Linked DNA regions of Mus musculus: region 2 is linked to region 1. The links are chromatin contacts, called in public Hi-C maps. All regions are on one chromosome and are shown on one strand. Each heading gives the region's core, a stretch centred on a gene start, on an enhancer-like site or on the middle of the called end of the contact. The rest is flanking DNA. Distances are from core to core; before and after follow the strand shown. Region 1 holds the start of Cops4 (COP9 signalosome subunit 4). Region 2 holds the start of Ankle2 (ankyrin repeat and LEM domain containing 2).

The links. A called contact is a pair of places that touch in the nucleus more often than the background predicts.
Region 2: a Hi-C map of B cells shows a contact between it and region 1, with 6 read pairs. The contact joins the promoter of Ankle2 here to the promoter of Cops4 in region 1. A contact is called at or near these places in 1 of 39 promoter capture datasets (cranial neural crest) and 1 of 484 Hi-C or Micro-C datasets (B cells).

The regions. Positions count from the first base shown.
Region 1 is chr5:100,514,331-100,520,584 of GRCm38.p6, forward strand. It overlaps Cops4 (COP9 signalosome subunit 4), which reads left to right and starts at 3,979. Exons shown (of 10, transcript NM_012001.2): 1 at 3,979-4,220. The coding sequence starts at 4,147.
Region 2 is chr5:110,226,880-110,233,313 of GRCm38.p6, forward strand. It overlaps Ankle2 (ankyrin repeat and LEM domain containing 2), which reads left to right and starts at 4,125. Exons shown (of 13, transcript NM_001253814.1): 1 at 4,125-4,544. The coding sequence starts at 4,358.

The DNA of each region.
Region 1 (6,254 bases), core at 2,729-5,228:
TCAGCTAGACTGGTTGGCCAGTGAGCCCTCAGAACCTACTTGTCATTTATACGGGTACCAGACACCCAAACTCCTCCTTCTCTTTACGCACTGAACTATCTCCCCCACCCTGCATGCTGTATTTTAACAATTGCTTTTGAAAGACTTAGTATTTTTATTTCATGTGTATGTGTGTCTGCTTGAGTGCATTGCTGTGTGTGTGCACTCCTTCTGTGGGGGAGCCCAGCAGGCCAGAGGATGGTATCGAATTCCCTGGACGAAGAGGTTCAGGAAGTTGTGAGCTACCATATGGATGCTGGAAATTGAACCCAGGTCCTCAGCAAGAGCAGCAAGTGCTCTTAACCACCAAGCCATCTCTCCAGTCCCTCAAGAGGCTTTGTGTTGTTTTGTTTTTGAACATTCTGAATTTTGAGCTGATGTAAAGGTGTCAAATAAAATTACGGGAGCCCATTGCTTCAGACCAAGCTCTCACTCCTGCCCTGAAAGACCAGACTATAATTGTAAACTGGTATGACTCATGGTAACTTATACCATCAAGCTATTTATTTCACCTTCAGAGAAGCAAAGATGAAAGAGGCTTTTTTTTTCCCAAAGAAGCTGTTTCAGTGAGCAGCACACTGATGAAGTTCCTTTGGTGCTTCATACTTTCAAAATCAACCAACCAACCAACCAAACAAACAAAAAACAAGATGAAACAAAATCCCAAATTAACCTAAAGTAACCAAATTAGTTTTTTGTTCTATCTGACAAAGAAAAGAACTGAACAGACAAACCATCTTTCCTTTCCTTTTGACAACAGGGTCCCTCTCTGTGTCCCAGACTGGTCTGGAATTCCAGATGGTCCAGGATGCATAGTCCAAGATGGCCTTTGTGATGGTTTGTTTATGCTCAGACCAGGGAATGGTGCTATTAGAAGGTGTGGCCTTGTTGGAGTGGTTGTGTCACTGTGAGCGCTGGCTTTAAGATCTTCATCCTAGCTGCCTGGAAGCCAGTCTTCTCCCAGTGGCCTTCCGATAAAGATGTAGAACTCTCAGTGGCTCCTGCACCATGCCTGCCTGGACGCTGCCATGCTCCTGCCTTGATGATAATGGACTGAATCTCTGAACCTGTAATCCAGCCTCAACTAAATGTTGGCCTTATAAGACTTGGCTTGGTCATGGTGTCTGTTCACAGCAGTAAAACCCTAAGACAGTCTTACACTCCCCTTGCCCCAACCACCTAAGTTCTGGAACCACAGGCATGAGCTTCTGTGTCACACCCACTGTTCCTTGTTCCAGTCCTGTTTTTCTGCCTATATAACTTCGTCCCTCCCTCTGGAACATTTACTTTATTTTGAGAAGTGTCTGATTCTAAAAGAAAAAGTATATCCAACTGAAGATCTTTAAGTTGTTGTGATTTTATTTTTGGCAACACTGAATGGGAAGCTGAACTTTCTTCCTCAGGGAAGGCAGCTAATCTACCTTCCCTGAAGGCACACAGATATTTAGGTGGTCAGATGGATGGGTTTTGGTAGAAACTGCTGGTTCCCATCATCCCTCATTCCCTGCATCCATCTCTCTCCCCTGCCTCTTATTCATCTCTCTCACTCTTGGACTAGAAATTTAGTCCAGGACCTCTACACAATAGGCAAATGAGGTGCAATGTGTATCCCAGCCTTAAAAAAAGGTTTACTTATTTGATTTATATGAGTAGACTGTATCTGTCTTCAGACACACCAGAAGAAGGCACCAGATCCCATTACAGATGGTTGTGAGCCACCATGTGGTTGCTGGGAATTGAACTTAGGACCTCTGGAAGAGCAGTCAGTGCTCTTAACCGCTGAGTCATCTATCCAGCACCTCTTACCCCCAGCCTTTTTTATACTTTCTATTCTCACACAGGTCCCACTAAGCTGTTTAGGCAGGCCTTGAGAGGCCTATGCCATTAAGCTCTGTGCACACAAAGGCTGCCCAATTGGAAAGTGGGCTTCCGGGCTCACCACTGTTAGGCATTCTTGCCAAAAGGACGTGATTTGAACAGTGTGGATAACCTCTACTTTACTTTGTTTGCCTTGCTCATGTCCAAAGAGAGAACATGCCATTTGTAACATGCCAAGATGGCTAAATGCTTCAAGTTAGTATTTGTTGTAGGTAAGTCTGCAAGAAATTGCAATCCTAAATATATCTGACTGGAAGACAAAATACTAGAATTCTCCTGTTCAGGATGATTTGGGAATATCTGCCAAAAAATGTGTATGCATCCTGACTCACTTTGGGGAATGTATTTTACTTGCACACATCTTAAATCATGCACATATAAGTTCATTCACTGCACCATTGGCTGCTCTATAAAAAACGTTCTTCATATGTCCTGTATGTTGTAACATACCTTTGCTACTTTAAAAATAATGACAGAAATAATAATGTCTTATATGACTAGGTCACCAGAAAAAAAGAGAAAACTCTAAAGGAGAACAATAAGGCATGTTACTTTCTGTGAAAGGAAGCGAATACAAAAACCTTGCATTTATCAGATTGTATTTTTGGAAAGAAGTTTTGTAAGAAAACATGAATAAGAAATGTAACCACATGTAAATGCAGGATGATCACATACCTTGTCACTCGTGAAACAGGTTCTCAATTGAAGGGCAGTATTACTAATCACTTCAGAACAATAGATGAAAATCAGCATTGTCTGAACAAAGTGGTATGTATAACCAACACTTTAAAAAGATACAGGGTGTATCAAGGAATGCACATATATAGTCCAAAGGTATATGTGTATGTGTGTGTGTGTGCACATTAATCTGTATTACATCTTAGAGCTTTGTGGGACAGGGTCTCTAGTAATCCCAGCTGGCTTCCAAGTCGATAGGATCAGGGGTATAGACTTGAACTCCTGATTCCCTAGCCTCCACTTCTGGAGTGCTAGTATTACGGTGACCACCATGAAACCTAGCTATTTATTTGTTTATAAGGGGAATGTGCCAAAAGCAGTCCACTATGATCATAAACTGTGCAGTTGAGTTTCCTCCCAAGTGGAAAAAACGCAGACATCGGCACACTTAGATGCCAGTGACTCATCGTGGGAGGAGCATATTCTTGATCGTGGTATACTCTTTCCCAGGTAAATGATCTGAAGAACCAGCCTGTCTCCATTTCAGACTTAAAAGCCATCTTATATAGTAAAGACAGATTAGGTTCCTTTCTGTTTACCATTAAACCTCTGTTCCAGACAAACTAGGTTCTTTCTTGTTTATGACTAAACCTTTGTTTGTCAGACATTGGGCTATTCTCCACCTGTAACCTTAACTACAAAATGTTCTGCACTGCCTGTTCCAGGAATAGAAGTCATGTCTTTGCTTCAAGAAGTGGTTTATAACCACCTTGGAGCCTTATCTGCTGCATAGGTTCCATGACCACCTATGACTACCTTGTTATGGCTACCTGTTGTGTTACCTTGTTTTGCTCGCCGCCTAGTTTGCCCGCCAAATCTCCGATATGGAACCCCTTACCCCTGAGCTATAAACACCTTGTCTTCCTTGAATCCAGGGCTGACCTACTGAACTCCACCTTAGGGGAAGGCAGCTTGTGTACACGAATAAAAAAGCTTGCTTTCATGGATTGCTTGTTGTAATTTGTTGTAAAATGATGATTTGGGTCTGTTGTATTTTTCCTCTTATCTTTGGAATTGACATTCCGTGTGTGTGTGTTGGTTGGTTTTTGTTTCTTTTTTCTTCAGTGTTGGACTATAGTGAATTGGAAGTAACTCTTTACATAGGTCGTTTAAGTGATGCCTTAAAGAACGGAGCGGAGAACGATAATAATCAGTCCCGGAACTTAGGGAAAACGTCGTCCTTTGACTTGCCGGGCCTTTACTGAAGTTGCACAAAGTACACGCCCTCAAGTTCTTCAGCCAATCCCAGGTCGGAGCGTGAGCGCCTGCGTCTCTCGGGAGACCTGGGCGGTCCTCAAACCGGAGGAGAGGAGTCTGGTGTCACTCAACTCGGAGGGCGGAGCTAATTCCTGCTCCCCTATCCGGCGCTCTGGCCCACAGAGACGCTGCTCTATGGCACCTCGCGTCCCCTCTGCCCGCCTCCTGGAGGACCACGCTCGTTTTCTTCTTGGCAGCGAGAGGTCCCGCAGCCGTGGCTGAGCTGGAGGAAAGATGGCGGCTGCCGTGCGACAGGATTTGGCCCAGCTCATGAATTCAAGCGGCTCTCATAAAGATCTGGCGGGCAAGTGAGTATTTCTTAGGAGTACAGAGGTAGGAAGGAAGCCGCAAGTTTATCTTCCCAGAGGCGACGGGCGCTCCGGGGCGTGAGGCTCGAGCTAGGCCTGACTCAGGGGGGCGGGCCTGAACTCGGCTGTGGCGGTAAATGTTGGGAGCAACAGAAAGCTGTAGGGACGGTATGCTGGGGTCCTGACCGTCCCAGGACCCCAGGTGGCTGCCAGCTTCTTAAGTCCTTGATAACGCCCTCTGCGGGTTCTTTTGGCTTCTGGAAGCGAGGTAAGAAAGATGACGGCTCGCCCGGCGGTGGGCGCCTTCCTTAGAGTCTCTTCGGCGAGCCCGACACACCGAGTTTGACTTCGGTTCGCTGCCGCCCCTGCCTTCGCCGTGTTGGAGGTAAATTTATATTCTGGACTTTGATGCAGACTTTTATTTCGAAGAGATGGCTTTCCAGGATTGATAGGGGCAGAGGAGGTATGGATGCTGTCATGTGGTCCAGAACTTCTCTCAGTTCATAGCGTGTGTGGGTCCTTATGTTCTGGATACTCGCAGTCTGTCACCAACTCTGGAGAAGAGAACACAGGCAGAATGTCCTCGGGCTCAGGATGTCTAGAACAGTGATATTTCCAGGGTCTGCTAAGGAATTTTGTCGAAACCTTAGGGTGCTTAGAGCCACGACAGGTCAAAAATTGGGACATGTTTCAGTCCCCTCAAGCAGTTGTTGAACAGCTGTAGTCTTCTTTGTGTAGATTTTTCACAGTTTTGCCTTCTAATGAAAGTATGCCTTCAATTGGCCCTAACATTTACACCTCACAGCTGAGGGCATGTTGATCTAATTAATGAAATATTCTTGCTCAAACCTGCACATTGAAATGGTGTGTGTGTTGTGTGGCCGCTGTGCTGGGCTTTTCTGTGTAGAAAGTACAGTCTACCTTATTAGTGGGAAATTTAGTTGTATAACCTGGGCTTAACTACATCATTCTTTATTTTTCCGCTTTAAAAAAATGGAAGGGTAATCGTGAGGCTTAGTCTTATCTGATTTCAAAATGAGCATGTGTCTATGTACTAATTACACTTCAATAACTGAGCACAGTCCCTGGTATCTGGAAAATGTCATAATGTTGTTATGAAGCAGTCAGTAAGTACATACGACTTATTCCAGGGGTTGGAAATAGTTCATTTATGTCTTCATCGTTTGGTTGTTTTTCCATGTATTAATACTTTTATAGCTTTGGATAGAAGTCAAACTAGCTTATGTATTCCCTTATATTTCCTTTGTTTTTTTCTCTCTTTATTACAGAAAATGTAAGTTCATTAATTATCAGCTAAGATGCAGGTGTTAGAACTTGAAAATCTTGTGGAACTTCATTACTATTTATCTCTCTAGCCCGGAATTAGAAATGAACAGTAGCATGTCTCCAATAGGGTGTTTCTTTTGCCTGTTGTAGCTAAATAAGTACACAATTGAGTAATATAAAAGTGACACCCCCCACCCCCCACCCCGGGATTCTGTATGTTGCCTGGCCTGTTTTCTTGATCTTACCTGGTTCAGTTACGCAGATTAATTTGGCTAGCAGATGCACTAGGGCTGGCCACGTGTAGATAGATACCTGGCAGTTGGCTGGATCTTTTATTCTCACTACATGGTTTAGCTTTGGCTTTTTTTTCTGGGACTTCCTGCATCAGAGTGTTCTAACAGGGTGAGAGTGGAAGCTGTAAGGCATAAGGCTAGTCTGACAAGTCTCACATCAGTTCTGTAATACCAATGAAAGCAAGTAGCGAGACCAGTCCAGATTCCAGGGGAAAGGAAATGGAATATATCACTAACTCTTTAGAAGCAAAGTGGTATTTTGCAGGAATATGAATGGAGGGTGGAGTGCCAGCCTACCAAGTGGATTTCCTTAAGAGGAAATGAAATACTTTGCTTGATAATGGATAGCCCATGCAGTGTTAGTTGGCACCCTCTCAACATTGCTTTCTTTCTTAAGAATTAGCTTATTATTTTTATTTATGTGTATGTGTGCCGTGTGTGCAAATGCCTATGG
Region 2 (6,434 bases), core at 2,875-5,374, 9.7 Mb after region 1:
TAAGCCACACAGTTTAAATCAAGTATGGGGAAGGAGAAGAATTTGTGAAGCTCAGTATATAAGTCCCTGAGGCACTTGGAGACCTGATAGCTTATGCAGTATTAGAAGCAAGTTATGAGGGAACTATAAAGTGGGTTATTTAACACCCCTGCCATCCATGATGGGTGAACTTGTTTGGTTTTCTGTTCAACAATGTATGTGTGGGTGTGCGTGCATGCGTGTGTAAATGAGTTAGGTAAACGCCTATTTAGGAAAAATAAGCTAGCTCTCTACTTAACACTAAAAACAAAGACAAATTCCAAGCAAGATCACATTGTGAACATTTTTTTTTCTCTCTTTCTCCGTTTTTCTTTTCTTGTCTTGTCTTTCCGAGACAGGGTCTCTCTGTTCGCCCTGGCTGCCCTGGATCTCAGCCTCTAGATCCTCCTGCCTCTGCCTCCCAAGTGCTGGAATTAAACCATCACTGCCTAGCAACCACCACTCTCATAAAGGAAAGCATTTAATTTGGGGCTGGCTTACAGTTCAGAGGTTTAGTCCTTTATTGTCCTGGTAGGAAACACGGTGCTAGAAAGGTAGCTGAGAGTTCTGCATCTGGATCAGCAGGTAGCCAAAAAAAAAAAAAAAAAAAAAAAAAATTGAATTAACAATGGCTTAAGCACCTGACACCTCAAAGCCCACCCACTGTGAATTCCTTTGACAAGGCCACACCTCCAATAATGACTCTCCCTGTGAGTTTGTAGAGGTCATTTTCATTCAAACCACCACAACAGGTAACCATTTAAGAGTCCTCTTGTAAGAATTCTTAGAATTCATGCCATTCACTACCCTTGGTCAACCTTTGTATAACTATGCACTATGTCTATCTCCATCTCCTTGGCCCTTACAATGGCTTGAACTTGGCTCCCAAAATAAACTGGGTGGTGGTGACCTGGGGCTAAAGTTCCTTCTCAGGGAGATGTAAACAACAATGTTAAGTTCCCTCTGGGGAGCCAATGAGTTTATTGGGGTTCTTCCCAGAGCATGGCTGAGAGGGTAATTACAGGAATGTGGGTGCAGGTGGAAAGCCTCCACACTGCAGCACAGACAGAGCACTCCTTCCCTTGTTTCCCCTCTCTCTATACTCTAGCCTCACAAATACAGCACTTGGTAAGGAGCAGCTACATACTCAGGTGCGGTTCTCAGGAGGGGATGTAGAGTCAGGAAACCCAGCTGGGATAAGCCTTTCACAAGGGGCACAGCTGAACTCCCCAAAATAATGGTTGCTTGACTCATAGGACACTCATTCACAACCACCTACAGGTCTTTTGTGTTCTTCTATAATTAAACTAGAGTAAAGAGTTGAAGATGGGGGCTGGTGAGATGGCTCAGTGGGTAAGAGCACCTGACTGTTCTTCCGAAGGTACAGAGTTCAAATCCCAGCAACCACATGGTGGCTCACAACCATCTGTAACAAGATCTGACGCCCTCTTCTGGAGTGTCTGAAGACAGCTACAGTGTACTTATATATAATAAATAAATAAATCTTAAAAAAAAAAAGAGTTGAAGATGGGGGGTGGGGTGGTGGATATAGGGGACTTTCGGGATAGCATTTGAAATGTAAATGAAGAAAATATCTAATAAAAAAAGAGTTAGCCGGATGTGGTGGCGCACGCCTTTAATCCCAGCACTCGGGAGGCAGAGGCAGGCGGATTTATGAGTTCGAGGCCAGCCTGGTCTACAAAGTGAGTTCCAGGACAGCCAGGGCTTTACAGAGAAACCCTGTCTCGAAAAACCAAAAAAAAAAAAAGTTGAAGATGGCACCTATTAGGCTGCAGTTATAACAGCCCAGGTAAAAAGTGCTCACTCTTCAGGTCAGCTCCAGAAGCTTCTAGGATATGCATGAGAGAGAGAGAGAGAGAGAGAGAGAGAGAGAGAGAGAGAGAGAGAGAATGAATTAAATACATAATTAGGGTCAAGTATTACCCTCACAGTAAAATACTCGTGTGTTCTATTATGAATATCCTAGTGTAGTTAACTCTATGGAGGAGCAATCTTGACTTATACACCCCTCATCAAGTTTTCTAAACATTAAATTAGCATTTCCATATGCATTCCACTACCCTTTGTCCACTTTTGTATAACATTACTATCTCCATCAGGAAGGTCACAGTGGGCTTTCTCCACACTTACATACCTTTTCACTCTGAAAGTAGACCTCCTAGCCAGCTTGGTAGGCCTAGCTGCAACCCATAGACCATTATTCCTGGCCTGCTGTTTGTCCTAGCTTAGTTATATGTCTCCACCTGAAAACCTCAGGCTCCTGGATGCTGCTGTTCCCAATTCTCTCTACTGAATTCTCTACTATGGGCTGAGACCAACAGCATATAACATATGGCCAGATCTCTGAAAGTATAGTACATTTCTGGTAAGTCTTTGTTTTTGTTTTTGTTTTGTTTTGTTTTTCTGAGACAGGGTTTCTCTGTGTAGCCCTGGCTGTCCTGGAACTCACTCTGTAGACCAGGCTGGCCTCGAACTCAGATATCTGCCTGCCTCTGCCTCCCGAGTGCTGGGATTAAAGGCGTGCGCCACCACGCCCGGCAAGTCTTTGGTTTTGAAACAGGCTGGTCTTGAACTCAAGATCCTCAGCTGCCTAGGTTTCAAGTAAATGTTTTAGTTATAACACACAGATCTAACAGTCTTAATGAACAATGGTTATTTATTTATTAAAAGATTTATTCATTTTATGTATGAAAGTACACCATTGCTGTCTTCAGACACACCAGAAGAGGGCATCAGAACCCATTACAGATGGTTGTGAGCCACCATATGGTTGCTGGGAATTGAACTCAGGACCTCTGGAAGAGCAGTCAGTGATCTTAACCGCTGAGCCATCTTTTCAGCCCCCCACCCCACATGGTCTCTTTAAATAAACACAATTATGAAGCAAAAGACAAAACATTAAAAGTTGTTCTCCACTGCTCTATGACATATTCCTGTACCTGTTTCTTTAAGGAATTAATACTACTTTACCCATCTGCCTATAATTAAATTTAACTTATTTATCTTGGTTTTTTTGAGACAAGGTTTTGCTACTTAGTCTTGGATGCCTCTTGGGCTGGATCTATAGACCAGGGTGGCCTCGAACACAGATATCCACATGCTTCTGTCTGGAATTAAAGATGTGCACCACCACGCCCAGCTAAATACTGAAATACATCTAAATTAGCTTTCTAATCCTGGGGCTATAAAAATAACTGGAAATTCATCTTAGCATTTCTCAAGTCATCTAGTTTGGCTTCCCTGAGACTGTTCTGAGGAGTAAGTAACATCTTTAACTGAAGATATGACCTGAAGGGTATGTATATCTGACTCTTGGCTGGTAACCTGTAAATTGAACGTGTCGGGGCCTCCACTCAGGCCTTTTTAGGCCATTCCTCAGGCCACCCTCTCCGGATAGTGAGAATTGGTCTTACCAAGTTCTCACTGGCAGGAGGTAGGATACACATTTGAACAGAACAGGCCTCCATCCTCCACTCTGCCTTCTAAAGACCACTCAGAGTACATGTGAGAAGCCTCTACACCATCACGGGCTTCCATAGCTCATGATCTGTGGGCAGAAATTAATGTGACATGCTTGTAATCACATTTCTGCGAGCTCAAGGAGGCAGATCTCCAGCATAAGGCCAGTTTGGGGATATATAGTTAAGACTCAAAAAAGAAAAACAAAGGTTAGAAAAGGACTTCAAAAATTAAAATCAGCAGCCTGGCATGGTGGCTCACATCTTTAATCCCAGTGCTAGGTAGGCTTTCGCGTTATCCGTCGGAATGGTATAGGCATTCTGCCTGTATTCCAGAGAAAATCTTCATTAACAACAGGAGGCAGAGCTGGGCTTTCTGGCCGCCGTATTCATCCTCAGCCCCTATCAGTCAAGCACTATGGCCCCAGCTCTGCTGGCTTCGGGATGACACACAGTCTGGGTGACCCAGGAGCCCGCTCGCGCTCTCCAGCAGCGACAACTCGGGGCGGCGCACCTGAAGAGCGAGCCGCGCCAGGCAGCGCGCCGAGTCCGACTCAGGACCCCGACCAAGCTGCCCGCGCCACTGCCGGGCTGCGCTCGCGTTAATCAGGACCCCGGGCTGCCTCCGGAGCCGCCTGAGGCTGCGTTCCGGGCCGCGTTCTAGCCTGATCGTTGGGAAACGGGACGGCCCGCACTGCGCGCGCAGCCCGCCTGGTCTAACCACGGCCGGGCGGAGGAGGAGGCTTGGGGCAGGCGCGACTCCCGTGGCGAGGCGAGCGGTCTTCTGAGGGCCGGAGGCGGGAGCGACGCGGGCTGCATTTGCAGCGGCCGCGCTCAAGGCCTCGGCGCCGGCGGTGGCGATGCTGTGGCAGCGGCTGGCTGTGGTGGAGTGGGCGGCCCTGGCCTGGGAGCTCCTGGGCGCCTCGGTGCTGTTCATCGCCGTGCGCTGGCTGGTCCGCCGGCTAGAGAAGCGGCCGCGGGACCTGAACCGTTGCGGGACGCTCTCCTCTCCGCCCAGCGCGTCTGAAGCGGTGGCCGCACAGCCAGGTAAGGCAGCGTCAGTCGTGGGAGGAAAACCTCACTCTCCACGCCCCCTGGATACGGTAAGACCCTATCGCGGATATTTTGGAAACTTTTGATGAGAACCCACAGCCCTGTTAGCACTTCTTCTCTCCACCTCTCTAAACTGTAATCCCATGTTTACGAGGTATGTGTTTTGTTTTTGTTTTGTTTTTTAAGATTTCTTTAGAATTTTTTAAATTTATTTTTAAGATTTACTTATTTTATGTCTATGAGTATACACTGTAGCTGTGCAGATAGTTGTGAGCCTTCATCTGGTTGTTGGGAATTGAATTTAGGACCTCTGTTCGCTCGGGTCAACCCTGCTCGCTCACTCCGATCGGCCCCCCGCCCAAAGATTTATTTATTGTTATAAATAAGTACACTGTAGCTGTCTTCAGACGCACCAGAAGAGGGCGTCAGGTCTCTTGTTGTGAGCTACCATGTGGTTGTGAGATTTGAACTCAGGACCTTCGGAAAGAGCAGTCGGTGTGCTCTTTCACCAGCCCGAGGTATGTGTTCGTATGAAGCCACTTTTCACTAACGCTCACTTTCTCCTAAATCTAGTTCTTAGTGGAAGATGAAAAGTAATTCTTCTAGAAGGAAAATGACATTTTAAGCCATTAACTCAACTTTAGAACTTTAGAGATAACCCAACCCTAACAAGATCTTACGGGTAACAGAGGCTCCATTTGCTACTATGAACTTAAACACAATTTCATTTTTTAATTACTTAGGGCTGGGTATAAAACTCAAGGCGTGGCACATCTTGACAAGTCTTCTACCACTGACATACATATCAACCCTTTCTTAGCAGTCGTTGGTTTCTTGGGGGTTTTGTTTTCGTGTTTTTGTTTTTGTTTGTTTGTTTTTTGCTTAAGAAATGGGAACAGGAAGGTCAGGGTAATGCTGGTTATTTTTACATGGCCGTGGAGAAATGAAATGTTTGTGTTGTGACAACAGGGCCAATGCTTGTCTTTTGGGTTTTACATTCTCTTGACCCCGCTAAGAAAATAGCATGGTCTTATTGCAACTTGATGTGCCAGGGCTGGTTGATGGGGTGGAGAGGAACTGAGAGGAGAGGGAGGGCAAACTTTGGTCAGGATGTAAAACAAACAGTTGAGTGTTAAAAAAGGAAGTGGCACCGAAAGAGACTAGTCTCCGACTTGGAAATACACACACATATACACTTGTAGGTGCAGTTACAGGAAAGCACAAAGCAGTAAGGGCAACTTTAATAAATATAGTGTGCACTAGCCCGTTTACTCAGTGAACACTGTACGAAAAACTCAAGAGCAGGTCACAGTGAAAATCACCCAGTGCATGTGGCTAAAAGGGTATAGAGAGAGCCAAGACCAGTGTTTGCGGCATCTTGTTTCACTGAAAGATTCTTTTCAGTTTTTAGTTTTTCATTTTGAAGTCATTTTAGGTGTATAAAGGTTTATAAAACAATACAGAACAGTTCAACTCATGTACTAAGATCCTCTACCAGCTGATCGGGGGGAAGGAGTTCAGCCTAAAGTGAGTATCAATGTATATATCTATTAGATTGAAGATTTAAAAATCCTGATGTCTGCAAACGTCTGCAGATGCTGAGAAGATGGCTCTCCCGCATTGCTGGTGTGTCTGTTAATGGTATAGTCCCTCTGGAGACTATAGTCTAGTCTCAAGGAAGTTAAGCCTGCCCTGTACCCATAAGCTTTTGTTCTAGAGAAACGAAACTCTTACTTGTTTAATGTTCTTGCTATGTACCTTAGGCTGGCCTTAAGCTCGTGATCCTGCCTTATGGGCTAGGATTGCAAAATAGGCAGTATGTTGGCTGTGAAAATGTATTGTCTCACCCAGGGGAGCTGGGTGGCTGGGTGGGTAGGTAGGTAG